2 separate regions of the Callithrix jacchus genome follow, and region 1 is linked to region 2. A link is a contact called in public Hi-C data. All regions are on one chromosome and are shown on one strand. Each heading gives the region's core, a stretch centred on a gene start, on an enhancer-like site or on the middle of the called end of the contact. The rest is flanking DNA. Distances are from core to core; before and after follow the strand shown.

What was found. Hi-C and Micro-C count contacts between places; a contact is called where the count stands out from the background.
Region 1: a Hi-C map of skeletal muscle shows a contact between it and region 2, with 2.1 times the contacts expected there. The contact joins the promoter of HOMER2 here to the enhancer-like site in region 2. A contact is called at or near these places in 2 of 3 Hi-C or Micro-C datasets (both in skeletal muscle).

The regions. Positions count from the first base shown.
Region 1 is chr6:24,220,166-24,225,999 of calJac240_pri, forward strand. HOMER2 (homer scaffold protein 2) reads right to left here and starts at 4,265. Exons shown (of 9, transcript XM_008998485.6): 1 at 4,041-4,265. The coding sequence starts at 4,045.
Region 2 is chr6:24,115,567-24,120,562 of calJac240_pri, forward strand. No RefSeq gene overlaps it. Among named protein-coding and RNA genes, the nearest start is that of FSD2, 36 kb to the left of the region's middle. Within about 2 kb of position 3,710, at least 6 of the 16 cell types and tissues checked have an H3K27ac peak or open chromatin away from gene starts, as enhancers often do. A contact at or near this core is called in skeletal muscle, where this site is marked.

The DNA of each region.
Region 1 (5,834 bases), core at 3,015-5,514, 110 kb after region 2:
CATGAGATCGCTAGAATCCAAGAGGCAAAGGTTGCAGTGAGCAGAGACTGCGCCACTGCACACCAGCCTGGGTGACAGAGGGAGACTCTATGTCAAAAAAAAAAAAAGTGGGGTTGGGTTAAAGAGTTGTGGAGGTGGGTGCTGTAGACAGGACGGCAGGAAAGGCCCTCAATAGGTGACCCTGAGGCCGAAGTCTGAAGGGAAAGAGGAAGGTAAGAGAATTCCAGGTGGAGGGAACAGCAAGTGCAAGGCTCTCAGGTAGGGCAAGAAAAGGAAAGGAGATCTGTGTCAGCAGAACACAATAAGCGTCACAGCAGCACGGCGTGGAGAGCGGGGTCAGCGCCTGTGCAGCGGGAGGCATGTAAAAAGGGGAATGACACGATCTGACTTGTGATTTTAAAAGCTGGTCACTTGGGCTCCTGTGTGAAAAATGGATTGCAGACAACCCAGAGTACTGCGGGGCCTGTTAGGAAGGAGTGATGGTGGGGCCAGGACTAGAGTGGGAACTATGGCTATGGGGCAAGGTAAATGCACTCCAGATAGATCCCAGAAGTAGAATGCACAGGACTGACAGCCTGCATGTGAGAGGTAGAGAAGAGGACTCAAGGATGACTCTTGGCAAATGAGTGCATGGTAGGGCCACTGACTGGGATGGGGAAGACGGAGGGAAGGTGAGAACTGGAAGGCTTATCAAGAGCTCCACATATGGACGAGAGTCAGAAGCCCCAAGAAAGATCTGAGTTAGAAATTAAAACGTGGGCATTGTAGGCATATAGGTGGATTTGAAGCCATGGGAGGGTGGGAAAGAGCTGGGGGTGGGACAGTATTACCTAGGAAGACAGTGTGGACAGAGAAAGGAACCAGGACCAGTTCCTGGACAACACCATGATTAGGAGTAAGAAGAAAAGCAGGAAACAGTGAAACCAGAGGAGCTGAGAGGGGTGTTGGTCATTTGTGAGGAATGCTGCTGAGAGAGAGGTAAAGTGAGATGAAGCAGAGATTTGGCAATGCCCTGGCCACCCATGACCCTGGCAGTTTTCATGCAGAGGTGAGGCAGAAGCCAGACTGTAGAGTATGAAGAGTGAACAAATGGCAGGAGAAAGTGAATGGAACCAGTGGGTTTGGATGTATATTTTGAGGTGTTTTCAAGTGAAGAAGAACAAAGAAGTAAAACAGAACCAGGAGAGGGATGTAGGAGGGAGGGAGAGCTCCTTTTTAAGACAGGAGAAACTAAAGCTATGCTATCCAATATGGCGGCCACTGGCTACATGTGACTTAATCTTAATTAAGTTAAAAATTCAGGTCCTCAGTCTCAACAGCTACATTTCAAGTGTCCAATAACCACATGTGCTGGTGGCTGCCATGCAGATACAGGACATTTCCAGCACTGCAGAAGGCTCCGTTGGACAGATGTATGCGCCTATACGGATGGAGAAGACCCTGGAGAGAACGGTGGTTATGAAGGAGAGACAATTGCTGAAAAGATAGGAAGAGGAAGGGATGGAGTGGAGGCTACCGCAGAAGGAGGGGCTCTTGTAGGAAGAGATGAGGGACTGGCCATCCAGCACAGCAGGCAGGTAGGAAAAGGTAGCATCAGCTGCATATTAGACTAGGCAGTGGTGAAATGAAAATGTTCCCTTGGTCAGAGGTCCCTATTTTGTCAATCGAAAGGGAAGCCAGGTGTGCATAGGAAGGGGAGAGGTCTGGAAAGGGGAACAGGTATGAAATAGTTGCCTTAGGAAGTAAGAACACAAACTCACTGGAGACCACACTTAACGCAGAACACTTTACAGAAGAGAAGTAGGAAATGGCAGTGAAGGAGGAGCGTCTCAAGTGGGGAGGAGGAAAACTCAGATGGTTTTTTTTTTGTTCTTAAATCCTAGTCCTGTCTACAAAGCAGAGCCATGACAAAGCTGTAGGATCGCAGCAAGGTTTTCTACTAGCTGCCCTTTCAAGAAGTTCTTCCCCCTCCATCCTACACAACTCTCAGAAAGGATGACATTGGTTCTATTTTCAGTTAAACGGCTCCCTCCAGCCTCCTCTGTCTGAACTGCTTCCCCAGTGCTTAGCTGCATGTCCATTTACGACCATGGTTTGTATTTTCACATAAATTATAGAAGACATGGAACTATTAAAAATGGCAGATGTAGGTAGCAGTTACAAACCAGCCTTTACCTACGAGAAGTGAGTAATATATACATTTATTGGATGATGTTAAAATTACATAAAAGACATGTTCAGTGTTTAAACAAAATCCCCAAATATCTCCTCCCTGCTTCTCCACAAACAAAAATTATTTTTTGACATTTCCTTTAAGGTTTTATGAGTAAACATTTTCATTTCCACAGAACTATTTGATCTCAACCACAGAATTTCAATATTTGTTTTTGATCACACAAGTATGGTGGGTTGGTTTTATGTTGGCTGTGGGGAGGGAGGGCCAGAGAGAGAGTTAAAATTACCAGATCCCTTTTATCTTCCATCCTGAGACCTTACATTTGCCAACTCCTTTTTCCCTATACATTTTTTTAAAGTATGAAATCTGAGAACCTCAAAGACTCCTACTGCTCAAAGATCAGCCTTTTCACAGTCCACTGAGGACTCACTGGAAATGTTACAGAAAAACAGCCTGCCAGCTTGGGTGCTGCGGGGTAGAATCACCCACAGTTGCTGTCCATGTAAAATCTCCTTGATGTAAGCAAACTTCTTCAGCCCTCCCTGCCCGCCTTACCCCCTTCTCTGTCCTCACCTCTGTCATATCCAGTTCATGCTGGCCCACAGCCCTCACACTTCCTTTCCTCAAAATTCCTCTTGGCCTGTCTCTGAGCCCCTCACACACTCTGCAGCTCCCATGGCTAAGGCTCACTGGGCAAAATGACTCCAGAAACTTACCTGGAGTGCAAGAAAGCCACTGACCAAGGAGGGCTAAGCCAGTCCACCAGGACAATCCTGCTCCTTCCACTGCACCCTTGCCTTCCCAGGCCCCACCCATCCCAAACAGGAAAGCAAGAGCTCTAGACCCTCTGAGAAGCATTGAGTCCTGGGAGGGGCTGTTGGAAGAATGCTGGGTTCAGCAGCAAGGAACAGAGAGATTTGGGAACTCTGGTTCACTTGCCTACCTCCATGCCCACATGCCAGGCAGTGGCAGGCTAAGTGTCCCCCTGATATACAAATGCTCATCGGCTGCACAGCCTGAGGGAAGTCACCGAACTACTTTGGGCTTCAGTTTCCTCATCTGTAAAGTGGGCATAATAAGTGTCCCCTGAATACGTATGACAAACCATCAACGTGTGCCCAAATAGGGTGAGCACATGTAAGGAGTTACTGTGCTATCAGCACAGTGGCTCCCATATCAGAGCCTACTGCTCAGAGAGACGCGGAGGGGAAAGCAATCCTGCTTTTAAATTACTTTATATACTCAGAAGCATTAGTGACTTCGACAGTGTATTTCACCTTCCCTCCTGAGCATCTACTCAGTTGTTTCAAAGACTGAAGCCTCACCTAGGTTCCCTATAGACTTCCATCATCTTCGGCCATCTCAAAGCAGATCCAAAGTCCACTATTCCTACGCTGGAGGTTTATTATTATTTGAGGTGTTTGTTCCCTTTCCAGGAAAACTTCGATTTCCATTTTGCTTGTAATAAATCCAAACGTGGAGAACGACAAACTGCTTCTGAGACTCACAAACACAGGCCCTGGAGTTGACTGCGCCCCGGGGCGAAGAGAACGCGGAATGGCCGAGGCTGGAGGCCGGCCAGGGCACCGGTCCCCGCCAGGTGCCCCCGCGCCCGGGCTGGCTGGGAGGCGAAGGGCCACGGGCTACTCGCCCAGGCCAGGGTGCCCCTGCCGGGTGTCTGCGCGCCCCTGCGGAGGGCGCGGATCGGGTGGCCCCAGACTCCCGGGGGCTGGCAGCGCGCTCACTCCAGCTTGGGGAGACCGGGGCCAGTCCGTCCCGGGGCTCCAAGCCCGGGGACGCGTGCCGCGGCCCCGCAGTCTCTCCGGAGGGGCGCGCGGAGCGCGCGCGGCGCGGGCTCACTTACCCCATCTCCGGCGCTGCTCCGGCGGCCGCTCCGACGGGGCCTCTGGCGCTTGCTCTCTGCCCGCTCGGCAGCCGCTCCCCGCGCGGCACATGCGGCGGCCCGTGCGCGCCCGGCTCAGCCCCGGCGCCGCTCCATTCCGCGGGGCTGCGCGGCTGCCACTGCTGCCGCTGTTGCTGCCGCCGCCGCCGCCGTTGCTGCCGCCGCCGCCGCCAGGCGCGGGCGGGCGGGGGCTGGGCTGCCGCTGGCTGGGCGTCCGCGCTGGGGCGGCGCCCGCCCCGCCCTCTCCCCCCGCCCGCTCTCTCCGCCCCGCTCCTTACGTAACCTCGTGGCCCCCGGGCCGCGGCGGCGAGCCAGGAGACTGGGGGCGCGGCAGTGCGAGCGCCGTCCCCCGCACCGCCGCGTTGTCGCCGCTTTTCTCCCGGGCCACCCGGACATCCGTGGTGGCCCCGCGTCGGCGCGCCCCCGCCCCACGCCGACCCGTGGGCCTCGCGTAGTGCCACCTGCCTGCTGGGCTCAAAGTGCCATTGGCACCTGGTGGGGACTCTGGAGCTACCTTTACTTTGCAAATGGGGGAACAGAGACCTGGGGAGGGTAAGTGATTTGCCCAAGGTCACACATTCAGATTAGAGTTCGTTCAGGTCTCCAGAATCTGAGATGCGCATAGCTGTGCTCCTCCTTAAAGCCCACTTTCATCTTCCTGCCCGTTGCCCACCCGGGTGGCCTTAAGGTGCCCGCCACCATGAAATTCTAGAAGCCAGAGTGGCAGGAAGGATCCTACAGCCTGCAGCAGGTGCTCTGGGCTCTTTACTGGATAAAAATGGGATGAAGGCTCCCACCTGAAGGGCTACCAGTTTTAAGGAGGCTTCATCAAGCTTGTTTTTATCCTTAAATCAAGGGGAATTCGGATGACAAAAGTAGAACTTGAAGAAGACCAGCCTCTCTTAGTCCCCTTTCTACCTATCAGGTCCTGAGTCTCTACCAAAGGCTAGCACTGGGACTAACCTAACCTTCATCCCCACCCCCGGGCCTTCCACGGGATCATCTTCTGTTGAGAACACACTGCCACATAAGCCTGGCATCTCAGGACAGTAAAAAAAGTCAAGAGACAGGCTGGGCACAGTGGCTCACTCCTGTAATCCCAGCACTTTGGAAGGCGGAGATGGGTGGATCATTTGAGGTCAGGAGTTTGACCAGGCTAGCCAACATGGTGAAACCCCATCTCTACTAAAAATACAAAAATTAGCTGGGCATGGTGGCATGTACCTGTATTCCCGGCTACTCAGGAGGCTGAGGCAGGAGAATCTCTTGAACCCAGGAGGCAAAGGTTGCAGCATGCTGAGATCGTGCCACTGCACTCCAGCCTGCCAACAGAGTCAGACTCTGTCTCAACAACAACAAAGAGTCAAGGGACAAGCAGATGGAGCACAGCCACCACCCTAACCCTGCCCTCACCTCTCTTGGGACCACAGCTGTCACCTAACCTCCAACTCTCCTCACAGGGGCACCAGCCCCCTTCTCATCTGTGCTTCGCAGTGTAGTCAGTAATTTCTCAAGTACAAATCTAATTACGTCGCTCTGTAAAATCCTTAAATGGCTTTCTTCCCACCATTCTTGGGATGAAGCCCAAGATAATGAACACGGTCCTACAAGACCCTGATCCTCTGGCCTCCACTGCCCTTTCTAGCCTTCCCTCGTCCCACTCTCTGCCTTGCCTTCTACACTCCAGCCAGCCGGCCATCCTTCCTGCTCTAGGGCCTTTGCACATGCTATTTTGTCTGAGAAGATTTTTCTCCT
Region 2 (4,996 bases), core at 2,460-4,959:
TGGAAACAACCTCAGAATTCAAGGTACAACCTACATAGAGGTTAAAAATAATGTCATTACATGTTTACTGATATAGAAATCTATTCACAATATAACATTAAAAGGGATAAAAGTCATAAAACATTATGTATAATATGATTATATTCCATGAAAAAGTAATAAAACACATACAGATGCATAGAAAAAAGTGTGAAAAGATAAAAACAGAAATGCTAACAGTGGTTATAATTAGATGGTGCAATAACAGGTGATTTTTCTCACTTATCTGGAATTTCTTTGTAAAAAAAAAGTATTTATGTACCAAAAAAGCATTTAAAAAGGGAAACACACAGTACTTGTGGGAGGGTTCACTTATCTACTCCACTCTTATATTAAACTCTTACATTTGATGCAAGGAATGTCTTCTTTCCTGTCACATCAGAAGACACTGCTCTCACAATTGATGTAAAGTCAGGACTTTCTATGAAAAGCAGTACAAGAAGGTAAAACAGTAACACAGCCCCACAGCTGTGGATCATCAGTCCTGCCCATCACTTGCCAAAACACACACCACTTGGGACTCCGCCATAGTTTGTCAGCTCCTGCCAGGTGCCCTTGGGGGTCTCCGGGGCCTGGGAGACCACTTTGCCACAAGGCTCTGCAGAGAGTAGGGCACTGTACAATTCCACTTCCAACAGAAGACCCACAAACTCTTCTGGTAAATGGATTCCAGAAATTAGACCACCACCACCAGAAACAGTAAAATAAAATCTCCTTTTAGGTGTACATACTTTTAATAAAAACTCTTCCTTATTGTTTCTCCCACCTCCCCTTTTGCTGTTCACACACACACACACACACACACACACGCATGCACCCAGTCCTAAGCTCACTAGAACATTTCGTCCATCTCAAAAATCTTACCAAAGCCACCTTCCTGCCTGAGTAGCATTTAAAGGCAAACTAGAAAACCCATATTCTTGAGACAGTTGCATGAAAGAGACATGTAAGTAACACACATTTCTAGACTAGACAGGAATCCCTCTCCATGCCAAAACCCCCACCATCTCCAAAATATGTACAATATCTTTGGGGAAGCCATGTACTCAGAAATTAGGGTCCTTTTAAACCATGCATATCATTTAAAAACATATATGGACATTGATCCTGCAAGCTTCTAGTTTGCAAGTGCTTCAAAATCTAGTGACAAGGCAACAAAAGAATTTAACTTCCAGAAAGACTAATGGAACAAACAATCCACTTCTGGATATGAGCAAAGACCAGCAGCTGGCTCCCTTTTTTTTTGAGGTGGAGTCTAGCTCTGTTGCCAAAGCTGGAGTACAGTGGCACGATCTCAGCTCACTGCAACCTCCGCCTCCCAGGTTCAAGTCATTCTCCTGCCTCAGCCTCCTGAGTAGCTGGGATTATAGGCACTTACTACCACCCCCAGCTAATTTTTGAATTTTTTTTAGTAGAGACGAGGTTTCACCATGTTGGCCAGGCTGGTCTGGAACTCCTGACCTCATGATCTGCCTGCCTCGACCTCCCAAAGTGCTGGGATTACAAGTGTGAGCCACCGCGCCCAGCCCTGGTTCCCTCTTTCCAGTCCCTGTGCTAAGTCACATCACTGCTGCCTTCCTCCCAAAGGTGCACCTGGCCATATGTGAGATCTCATCATAAGGTCCCCAGCACATCCTGTGGTTGGCTCTCATCCAAAATTGTTCCTGGTTTCTACAGAGGAGGAGATGTTTCTAAAGAAAAAGAGCCCTGTTAAAATAGGCAGATCATAGCTGGCGCAGTGGCTTACACCTGTACTTTGGGAGGCTGAGGCAGGCAGATTACCTGAGGTCGGGAGTTCGAGACCAGCCTGACCAACATGGAGAAACTCCGTCTCTACTAAAAATACAAAATTAGCTGGGCATGATGGTGCACGCCTGTAGTCCCAGCTACTTGGGAGGCTGAGGCAGGAGAATTGCTTGAACCTGGGAGGCGGAAGTTGTGGTGAGCAGAGATCGCGCCACTGCACACTCCAGCCTGGGCAACAAGAGCGAAACTCCATCTCAAAAAAAAAAAAAAAAACAGGCAGATCATGATAGTTTTGGGAGGCACATTCACTGTATTATGCTCCACCCTTTACTTGATGTTTTGTATCAAATGCAGTCCACAGCAGGCAGGCGCCTGCCCACCATCACCATGAACTGTGCTCACGGAGCCCGCAGGCTGGAGACCAATGGCCCTCTGTGCACAGTCTTCCTGGGTATTGATCAGGTCCCATTCATGCTGCTCCCCCGACTGAGCAAGGCTGCTCCCTCCCCGGAAAGCCAGAAAGGAGCGCATCTCTGGGAAGGGGCAGGCAGTGGAGAGGCCGCTTCCAACTAGAACTCTGTTCTGTTTCCATTCCTGCGATCTCAAGGTCTCCCTCTTGTTTTAAACATACTGCTCTGCCTCCACTGAAGCCAGTAAAGACCTCGGGGTGTGTTTGTTTTCTATAGAACTGGCCTCACAGGCATGGACACCATTTTAACCAACTTTCTTAGAATGATTCCTGCAAAACCAGAATCATTTCAAAGTGGAACTCTGTTACTGTTTATAACAAACATTCCTAAATGTCATTCTGATTCATACCTTTGTAAACTGTCCTTTGCTGTGGGCACATATTAAAATAATATAATTGCAATGTGCTCTTATCAGGATATAATTATTTTCTCTTGGCATTCATGGGTCACCAAAGGGACAAGAGTGGCATGGCTCAAAAGGTACTGTACTAAGGTCCAGGAGACCTGGATGCAGAGTCCACGCTGCTGGTCACCGCAGGGTGACCCTGGACATGTCACTTTCTGTCTCTACTTCCCATCTGCAAAACGAGGGGACAGTCTCTGCCCTGTTCTCTAACCCAATTAAAGCCTTAATATGATGGCAGGCAGGACAGATGAAACTGAGGAGCCACAGGAATTTGACATCTTGTGTGGATACTGGTCCTTTCCCTCCAAGGCCTGACCACACTGTCCCAACCTGTCTCTCTGGTGGTTTTACATTCCCCAGGCAGCACTAGGGAGGCTTCCTTGCCACTCCCAAGACCCGTATCCAGTTGGGTCTTGACTGGAATGAAAAGTAATTTTTAAAGATCCTCTTGATTAAAGAGTTCCAAGTTTTGTTGACTTCATTTAGACACCAGGTTTCATGGGGGCAGAAGGAAAGCTTATCACGGTACAGCAGCCAGTCTTGGAAATGCCAAAATCAGGAGACCTCATCTGCAAACTGAAAGTGCAGACCTGGCCCTGCACCTTCCAAGAGCACAGGCGGCTGCGATGCTCACCAGTGAGCAGCTTAGGTTCTGCCTGCATCTGGTGTAAGGTTAGGACAACAGTACTGAGACTGGGCTGGATGCCAGAATAAACGAGGGCACGTCACAGCAGCCCACGGGAACACCGTCCAGGTTGCTCCAGGGCCATTAATTTAAAAGAAAGTAAATGAAGAGACACTAAGATCTTTAGAGGAAAGCAGAAGGAATGGAAACTTCAGTGCTCTGTAAAAGCTGTTGTGCTTTCACAGCCAAGCCCAACTTCCCTTTAAAGGGGTCCCTACTATTCTTAGCTCCGGGGCTGCAACAGCTATAGAGCCAGACACACAGCAGGAGGAATCAAGTTCCTCACCTGCTGCCCACAGGGGGCTCCCCACAGGGGGCTCCCCACACACTTCAGTGGTTGGTGAGCTGGGATCATAGGTCTTGACTGCACAGCAGCCCACTGTGGAAATGGCTCTTCCAACCTTTTCTACACCTCCACTTCTGGAGTTTTCTAAAGTCACTGCTAGCAGAATGCCCAAGTGGCTTTAGTAACTATGCTATGTATATGCCACCTAAGCATGGTCTTGTCAGTCAAGAGGGCTCTTCCTAGATTCTTAAGTCACCTGATACACAGACAGAGGTCATCTGAAGACCCAAGTGGGGGGATTTCGGAACCCAGTGTCCACTGCTCCCAGGCAGCCACACACCCAGCCTGCTGCTGGGTGGACCAGGCTGGCTTGAGAATTCCTATCCCGCTGCTGGCCCAGGAGGCCGACTTATAGCCAGCTCTGCTCTCTGGTCTCCTGGTGCAGCCAGCAGGAAGCTGCTACCGACTGTCCTGAGAGCCATCTGGAGCTCTGGGGAAAGGGCAGGGCCAGCAGCAGCCTAGGCCGAATCACAAAGAGGTCTGGCCACACTTTCTACTTCCTGTCTGCCAAGAGCCCTGTGTACTCAACCAAAGCCCCCATTCACCCTGTGGGGGCTTCTCTAAAGTGCCTTGGTGCCCCAGGTCCCTGGCCTTCCCTTGTCTGCATCCCACACAAGACTCTCCAGCTCAGAGAGGCATCTCACTGAGGGGAAGGGAAGGAGAGCAGGAGGACTCATGCATTCACCTGGGGGCCCAGGGCACCTGCGAGGGGACCCTATCTCCCTCCCTCCTTGGGTTGTTTGCTCATTAATACAAATTCAGCAGGGAGAAACTCTGCGTCCACGGGAGGTTTCTAGAGGGAGTAGTTCTCTTAGGCGGTTCTCAAAGGGATAAGGGGGCACCAAAGCCTCCCCCCTGCCCAAGGCATTTAGGGATCTGTGGGGCCAGGGATTCAAAACATCTTGCCACACGTGGGCGACCTCCCAGGGTAGGATGCCAACAGCACCCACGGGCCCACTGGCCCCACTGAGCAGCTCTGTCAGACAGGGGAGGTTTATGGCTGCAGTCCCTTCCCTAGAAGAAGCTGAGAAAGGCAGGGGGAAAAGGTGGGTGGAAACCTCTGTTGCAAGGGCTGAGGCTCTCCCTGCGTGATTGTCTGCAATTTCTTTTCAATTGTCCAGACCCATAAGAGAATCTCACCCTAGATCCCAAGCCCTGGGCAGCCCTTATACCTGGAATTTCCAGGCCACAGCCCCCATTCCTGGGGGAAAAGGCAATTCGAGGGTCGGAGAGCCCCAGAGCAGAGCATCACGGATGGGCTCCAGGGGACCTCAGACCAGCTCCTGCTGGTTCTCCTTCTCCCT